2 separate regions of the Rattus norvegicus genome follow, and region 2 is linked to region 1. The links are chromatin contacts, called in public Hi-C maps. All regions are on one chromosome and are shown on one strand. Each heading gives the region's core, a stretch centred on a gene start, on an enhancer-like site or on the middle of the called end of the contact. The rest is flanking DNA. Distances are from core to core; before and after follow the strand shown. Region 1 has its middle 83 kb from the start of Avpr1a. Region 2 has its middle 75 kb from the start of Avpr1a.

The links. Hi-C and Micro-C count contacts between places; a contact is called where the count stands out from the background.
Region 2: a contact with region 1 is called in a Hi-C map of hepatocytes, with 2.8 times the contacts expected there. The contact joins two enhancer-like sites. A contact is called at or near these places in 9 of 12 Hi-C or Micro-C datasets (the A7r5 cell line, the Rat2 cell line, Schwann cells and 5 more).

What each region holds. Positions count from the first base shown.
Region 1 is chr7:59,915,398-59,918,788 of GRCr8, reverse strand. No RefSeq gene overlaps it. Among named protein-coding and RNA genes, the nearest start is that of Avpr1a, 83 kb to the left of the region's middle. Within about 2 kb of position 1,553, at least 3 of the 93 cell types and tissues checked have an H3K27ac peak or open chromatin away from gene starts, as enhancers often do.
Region 2 is chr7:60,072,571-60,075,961 of GRCr8, reverse strand. No RefSeq gene overlaps it. Among named protein-coding and RNA genes, the nearest start is that of Avpr1a, 75 kb to the right of the region's middle. Within about 2 kb of position 1,756, at least 11 of the 93 cell types and tissues checked have an H3K27ac peak or open chromatin away from gene starts, as enhancers often do.

The sequences.
Region 1 (3,391 bases), core at 304-2,803:
CACTTACATGTCCACTCTCTCCATTTACTGATCATCATAGTCTATTGTGGGCTGCTGTGCCCCATGTCCTTCATATCATGGTGGAGGGAACTCTTGACCCAAAACAAGTCACCCTTTCTCTAGTTGGCTTATCAAGTATTTTGTCACAGCAATGGAAAAGTCTCTGTGATGTAGCATTTATTTAGTACCAGAGAAGTAGACTTGTTACCTTGGCTATTCCTAAAGAAGTAGTTCAGAAGTTGGATTGTAGGGGGAAACTGGAAAAGTTTAGAAGCTCTAGGAAACCATATGCAGAACTTAATGGTTGATGCTGATAGAATCTGGGAAGATGCACATTCTGGCGGCATGCAGAGAGTAAGAGTGTGACGTACAGTTCCAGATGAGATAAGGACCCTGCTTTCTCACCAGACTGCATAATGATCAACGTTACTTTATGACAGGGAACTCACCTATATTCCATCCATTCCACGAAAGCTTGTGGTGGTAAAATGATGTCTTGGTTTCTTTTCCTATTGCTGTGATAAATTATTCTGACGAAGCTCTTAAGAAAGTACAGTTTATTCTGGATTATGGTTCATGGTATATCAGAATGGGGAATTTGAGGCAGCAGGAGCTGGAAGCAACTGGTCCCAGAGCATCTGTGATCAGGTACAAAAATGCTGAGTTCAGGTTTCTGTTCAGATCCATTGCTCCTGAATTCCCTGCCAAGGGAGTGGTTTCACCCACAACTAAAACTTATTTCTGCCTAATTAATGCAGTAAAGATAAATGCCCAGAGGCAGGGCCAGAGGCCCATCTCTTAGGTGATTCTATAATCCCTTACATTGAAACTTAACACTAATCATCACCACTAAGTTTGTCTAATTAACTTGCTCAAGGAGATTTATAGGCATCTCAGAATGCTACCTGTGTTGGTTAATTTTCTTATTGGCTATTTTATTTATTTACATTTCAAACTCTTTCCTGGTTTTCCCTCTGGAAACTGCCTATCCCATCCTCCTGGCAACCAAAGGGTTGGGAAAAAATCTTTACCAACCCTACATCTGATAGAGGGCTAATATCCAATATTTACAAAGAACTCAAGAAGTTAGACTCCAGAGAGCCAAATAACCCTATTAAAAATGGGGCACAGAACTAAACAGAGAATTCTCAGCTGAGGAATATCGAATGGCTGAGAAGCACCTAAAGGAATGTTCAACATTCTTAGTCATCAGGGAAATGCAAATCAAAACCCTGAGATTCCATATATCAGTGAATTCTTGCTGGCTGATTTTAACCTGGCATACAGCAAGAACTGGAAGTAAAGGGCTTAGAAGAAGGGTCTATGTAGCTGGCAGTTTGTCCAGAAAAGCAGCATGTGCCAAGTCATATGGGGCTAGTAAAGCTATTAGCCTGACTAGAATGAAGCCAGGGACTTGGCACCAGGCAATAAGCAGATGCCTTGAAATGATCTTTGGGGTTCCTTGGGCCCTACTCATCACACAGATTCAATGATATAAACTCATTTGAAAGACTGCTGGGGAAGAGGGAACCCTTGGTTTCCCCGAAGACACAATGCTGCCTGTTTAGGGAACTGTTTGCCTCCATTTACCTTCCCAAGTACCCAGAAACTACTGCAGCTGGGCCTAAGAGGACCAGCTACTTCTGAAGCTGGCCACAGAACTTTTCATCATTCATGTGATTCTGATATAGTCATGTAGAATCCAAGAATTGTTCCTAGAGGCATCCACCCAGATTTTGAAGGGAAGCTTGGCAGACAGGAAATGTTAGCAGTGTTGTAATCCCTGGAGGGGAATGTTGAAAGGAAATTGAGTGAAGCTGAAGATGCAGAGGGATGGCCAAGAGTTAGGAAATGCCAGCAAAGTAGACAGTCTGCCAAGGAAACCAATAGAACCAGTCCGAGAGATCTTGTGTCGAGCAATAAGAAAGGCCATAGAAACAGGAAGCCCTATCTAATTCTGGGGGTGCTTGACTGTGCCATCCTCTATTTGAAAAAAGAAAAACCTAACTTCATTTTGATTGTATAGGAACATCCAGTGGAGGGTTTGCTTTGTTTCCAGTGGACACGCTGTGGCTAGTTTTATGTCAGCTTGACACAAGCTAGAGTCATCTGAAAAAAAGGGAACCCAAGTAGAGAAAATGCCCCCATAAGATGAAGCCATAGGAAAATCTGTAGGGGATTTTTTTAAGCTAGAAATTGAAAGGGGAAAGCCCACCCCATTGGTGGTGCCATCCCTTGGGATGGTTCTCTAAGAAAGCAGCTGAGCAAGCCACGGGGATCAAGCCAGAAAACAACACCCTCCATGGCCTCTGCATCAGCTCCTGCCTCCAGGTTCCTGCCCTGCTTGAGTCCCTGCCCTCACTGCTTTTGATGATGAACTGTTCTATGGATGTGTGAGTGAAATAAACCCTTTCCTCCCCAAGTTGCTTTGGCCATGGTGTTTCATCATACCAACAGAAATCTCAACGAGAATTTGAAACTTGAACTTTTGAACCGCCTTGGAGATGAATTCAGTGAATTTTGCATGAAGACATGGGTATAGTATTGGGGGTTTTAGGAGATGTTCTTGGGTGTCCAGTTGAAAAGGAGTAGACTTATAAGGCTTAATCTTGGTTGTCAAGTTGGTTAGACTGAGAAGCACCAGGAAGGTTAGTAAAGCATGATTATGGGTGTGCATTTTTGAGGTGTTTCCAGTGTGGACTAAGAGCAGAAGAGCTGTCCCATATGCCACAGAACCCCATAGGATACAAGCCCAACTGGACCGTAAGGAAAAGGAGAAAACCACCAATAATGCCCTTCTTTCTCTCTTACCCTCCCTCTCTCCCCCTCTCTTTCTCTCTCTCCATCTTCTATCCTTTCCCCCTCTTCTCCTATTTTGCTTTTCTCTGTTTATCTCCCTCCTGACCACCACAGTGAGTTGTTCTGCCCCTGATGTCTTCTCTCCCCAAAATCTTCTTTCTCTTTTGTTTTTCCCCACCTTGGGTATTTGTTACAGGTACAAAATGTCTGAATAACACATACTTTCTTATCAAGACTAAGAGAAATCTAACTTACTGAAATGTGGTGAGGGAAACCATGAGACCATTAGTTTAGAGAGAATAAAGTATATAAATATCACCATCGTAACAAGAACAGATGAACACCCTTCCCTAGAAGGCATAGAAAGCACAGTTAGAATTACCCTGCAATGTGGAATAAAGAGAAAACCAGAATCTTTGAGATACTATTATTATTTATTATCACAAACAATATTAAATCCAGATACTGTATAATTGCTAGTAGCAGGGGATGAATTCTCTTTTGTCCCATTTCCAAAATATGGCCTCCACCTTTACCACTACTGACCCTCTGTGACTTGTTCTACATCAAGGTCTCCGTGAGTCTCCAATCC
Region 2 (3,391 bases), core at 507-3,006, 160 kb before region 1:
CTCGCTGGTGTTATTATAGGAACAGGATGTGAAGCCACAAGCCTTTAGTTCCAGCACATGGGAGACAGAGGTGAGCGGATATCTGCAAGTTCAAGGCCAGCTGGGTTTATACAGTGTTAGGACAGCCAGAGCTATGAATTCAGACTCTGTCTTGAAAAAAGGGAAGGAAGGAAGGGAAGAAGGAAGGAAGGAAGGAGGTGGAGGTTAAAGCTGATCATGAGGAGGGGGTCCACCTTTAATGACCCGCTGAGGGCTACTCATCCTTTATAGCTACCTGGTATAACCACGTCACAGGCACAGTTCCTCTTCCATTACTGGAGTGCTGGAGCCTCCACCATCAGACCAGCACCGCCTTCCCAGCGAGAACCATCTCCTTCCGGAAGTTCCCTACTTCTGTTCCTTTATTATTTTTAGCTCCTGGATCACTGTCAATTTCCCCCTAAACACTTTTTGGTTATTTCAGTATCCAGATAGATGATTCTTTCCACGCGGTGTGCTTGGGTCCCTTAACTTCCCTTCTTTTTGCATCCAGCCCTTTATCTGACCTCAGTTACTCCCTGCCAGGGTCATTTCCAGTCATGTTCTTGCTCTTGTGCTTACCGAAAAGGATACTCATACTATGGTCTCGGTCTCTTGAATATGTTCCCCTCCTCTGTGTTCCCGCCGCATATCCTTTCTGATGTCCTGTGTTTTCCTTTCCCGAAACCACTGAACCCCAAACATTAACATCACCAACTTTTCACCTGTTGCTTTGCCTCTGGATTTCCTCGTGGGGCCCTGCCAGAACTGGATTCCATGCTTTGATAATTATCACAGCTCCTCACGCACTTGCTTTGACCACCACCGCTGGTATCTGAAAGCCCTAAGCCCTGTTAAATTTAGTCCTTTTCTCCACCCGACTCCAGTCTCCTGAAGGCTGAATGACACGGGTGTGGTTATGGGTCGTTCCCAAAGCTGTGACCACTAGGCCTACGTTAACTTCATTACCCTTAACCTCAATGAACCCTTTGGGTGGGCTGGGCATCCCTTTCGGCTCCTCGGTTCCTCTCTCCTTCACGTTCTAGAAAGCTGCTTTTCAAACCAAACATCAACAGCTGAAGAAACACACTAGAGCATCAGAGAAGTTTGTGTTCTTGGTGTATCGTGATAAATAAGATTTTATGAGATGCCTATTTAAGTTACACGAGCATGCATTCGTCTATGCACCCATTTATGTGTATACGGCATGCTGATTCGGAAATGTGAAACGTACTGTGGGTATCTAATTCAGTACCCGGCACGTAGCGGGTTTGGAACCTAAATCCAGCTAAGATCTTTCTCTTCAGTCGCAGTCTTCAAGCTTTAGTGGATTTTCCTGCTCAGTAAACAAGCTGGCTGGGTGCTTCAGTTGTGCAGCCACTATGCAAGCATGAGCACATTGCTCTCTGGACTGAAAGAAGGTAAACTCGACCATGGCATGATCCAGGCTGCATCATGAGGACCATTGCTCTGCGGTTTTGTTCAGGAAGCTACTGAGGAGTGAGGCACCACGAGAAGGCAAAACCATACAGCCACATTCTTTGTTGGTTCTTGCTTCATGGCATGGTGTCTGCTTTGCCTGTGCCTAGCTTTCCCACAGCAATTTGTGGCTTTCAGGCATTTGCTCAATTGAGTTCATTCCATAATCCCCCTTTGTAGCAGCAGTTAGATGCCCTGTGTTCTATGTACAGTATTTGGGATATCCTGAAATAATAGATACTGTTGTTGACTTCAGAGAACTCACAGCCTGATCATTGTACTGGACCCACTGATGTGTGACCCAGTACTATGGGAGGGGAGAGCACAGGCTATTTATAGAGCACAGAGGGGGGATGACCTCTTGATTGGAGTCAGGGGACCAGTGAGAGGCAGTTCGCAGCAGTGACTGAGCTGAATTTTGAAGGATGCATAAGAATGAACTTGTCGGACAGGCTGGAGACCCGCCAGACTGTGGCAGGAAGTGGGAACTGCTTCTCCAAAGCTTTGATGAGGGCCATTGAGTGTCTGAGGATTAGAACCTAGGATGCTACTGGGGTAGGACCAGAGGTGAGGCAGAAGAGGTAAGGACACACTCCGTGTTGAATCAAGTTTTACCAACTAGAGACGACCCTCTGCAGGTAGAACCTGGTACCATTTTCAAGGGTGGTTTTCATGGAGCAGAATAATAACCACATCACTGGACTGGCTGAGAAGCTTTTAACATTTACTTTTATTATCTTTATGTGCGTGTCTGCATGTGGGCATGTACGCACAAGTACAGGTGCCCAAGGAGGCCAGAGGCATCAGATTCCTTGAAGCTGGAGTTACAGACGGTTGGGAGCTGTCAAACATGGCTGCTGGGAACTGGGAACTGGGAATGGGCTCCTCCTGAGGGACGCAAGAGCCTTTAACTGCCGAGCCATCCCTCAGACCCCAGAGTTGGAAGCTTAAGTGTAAGCGAGGCGACAGAGCTTTTTGATAGAAATCTTCTCAGAGAAGAGAAGTAAGAAAGCCTTATCTCTAGTCACCAAGGGCTAGGTTCAGATCTGCTTCTGGCTCATACTCAAAAATGGAATCCAAGAAATCCTGCCATTTCCCAGTGGGCCAATAGTTCCTGTAAAAAACGCTCTCGTGAGATTTCCTGGCTATGAAAATGTTCTTGTCCTATATTTGCAGATTGATGTCAAAGATTTTCTGGAGAGATTGCCCTTCACTTGAGATCTCCTAATAGCAAGGTAGGCTGGTGAGAAGTCTTCTGGAGAGAGAAGAAAGGGCTCTCTTTCAGTTAGGGGACTTGTCTGTCTGCTACCCTACCTTCTCCCAGTGAGCATATTTGGGTAAAGGCTTTTTCCCCCCACTAATAATCCAGGTCCTTCGGCACACTGTATACTGTAGCGCAGGACAAAATGATTCTTCACCTAGAAAAAGGGATCATCCAGTGAGACGCTTCCATTGTGCTTAGGGTGGGGCAGTAAGGAAAGCATGAAGATGGCCTATTTTTAGAGTGTGTTAGATACACAATATCCTGAGCATGGGTTTAGTTTGCGTGCTGTTTCAAGATCTCTGTGAAGTAGAAGATGTTCTTTGCAGATGGAAGGAACATTGTCTGTTTCCCCAATCACCACTGTGGGATGTTGTCTCTAATTGACCTTTGAATGAAGGAAGAGGCCAACCCCCCCCCCCCGTGTGTGTGTGTGTGTGTGTGTGTGTGTGTGTGCGCGCGCATGCACGAACGCTTTTTCTGTGTATACATGTAAGTGTACTTATACATGTGTATTTATACACCCATGTTGACAGCCTTGAACTGGACACCTTTTTTAAACACATTGTTTAAAAACAAGATGTCTTATTGTCCTGGCCTGAACAAACTAAGCTGTTTGTTCTACCAGCTCCA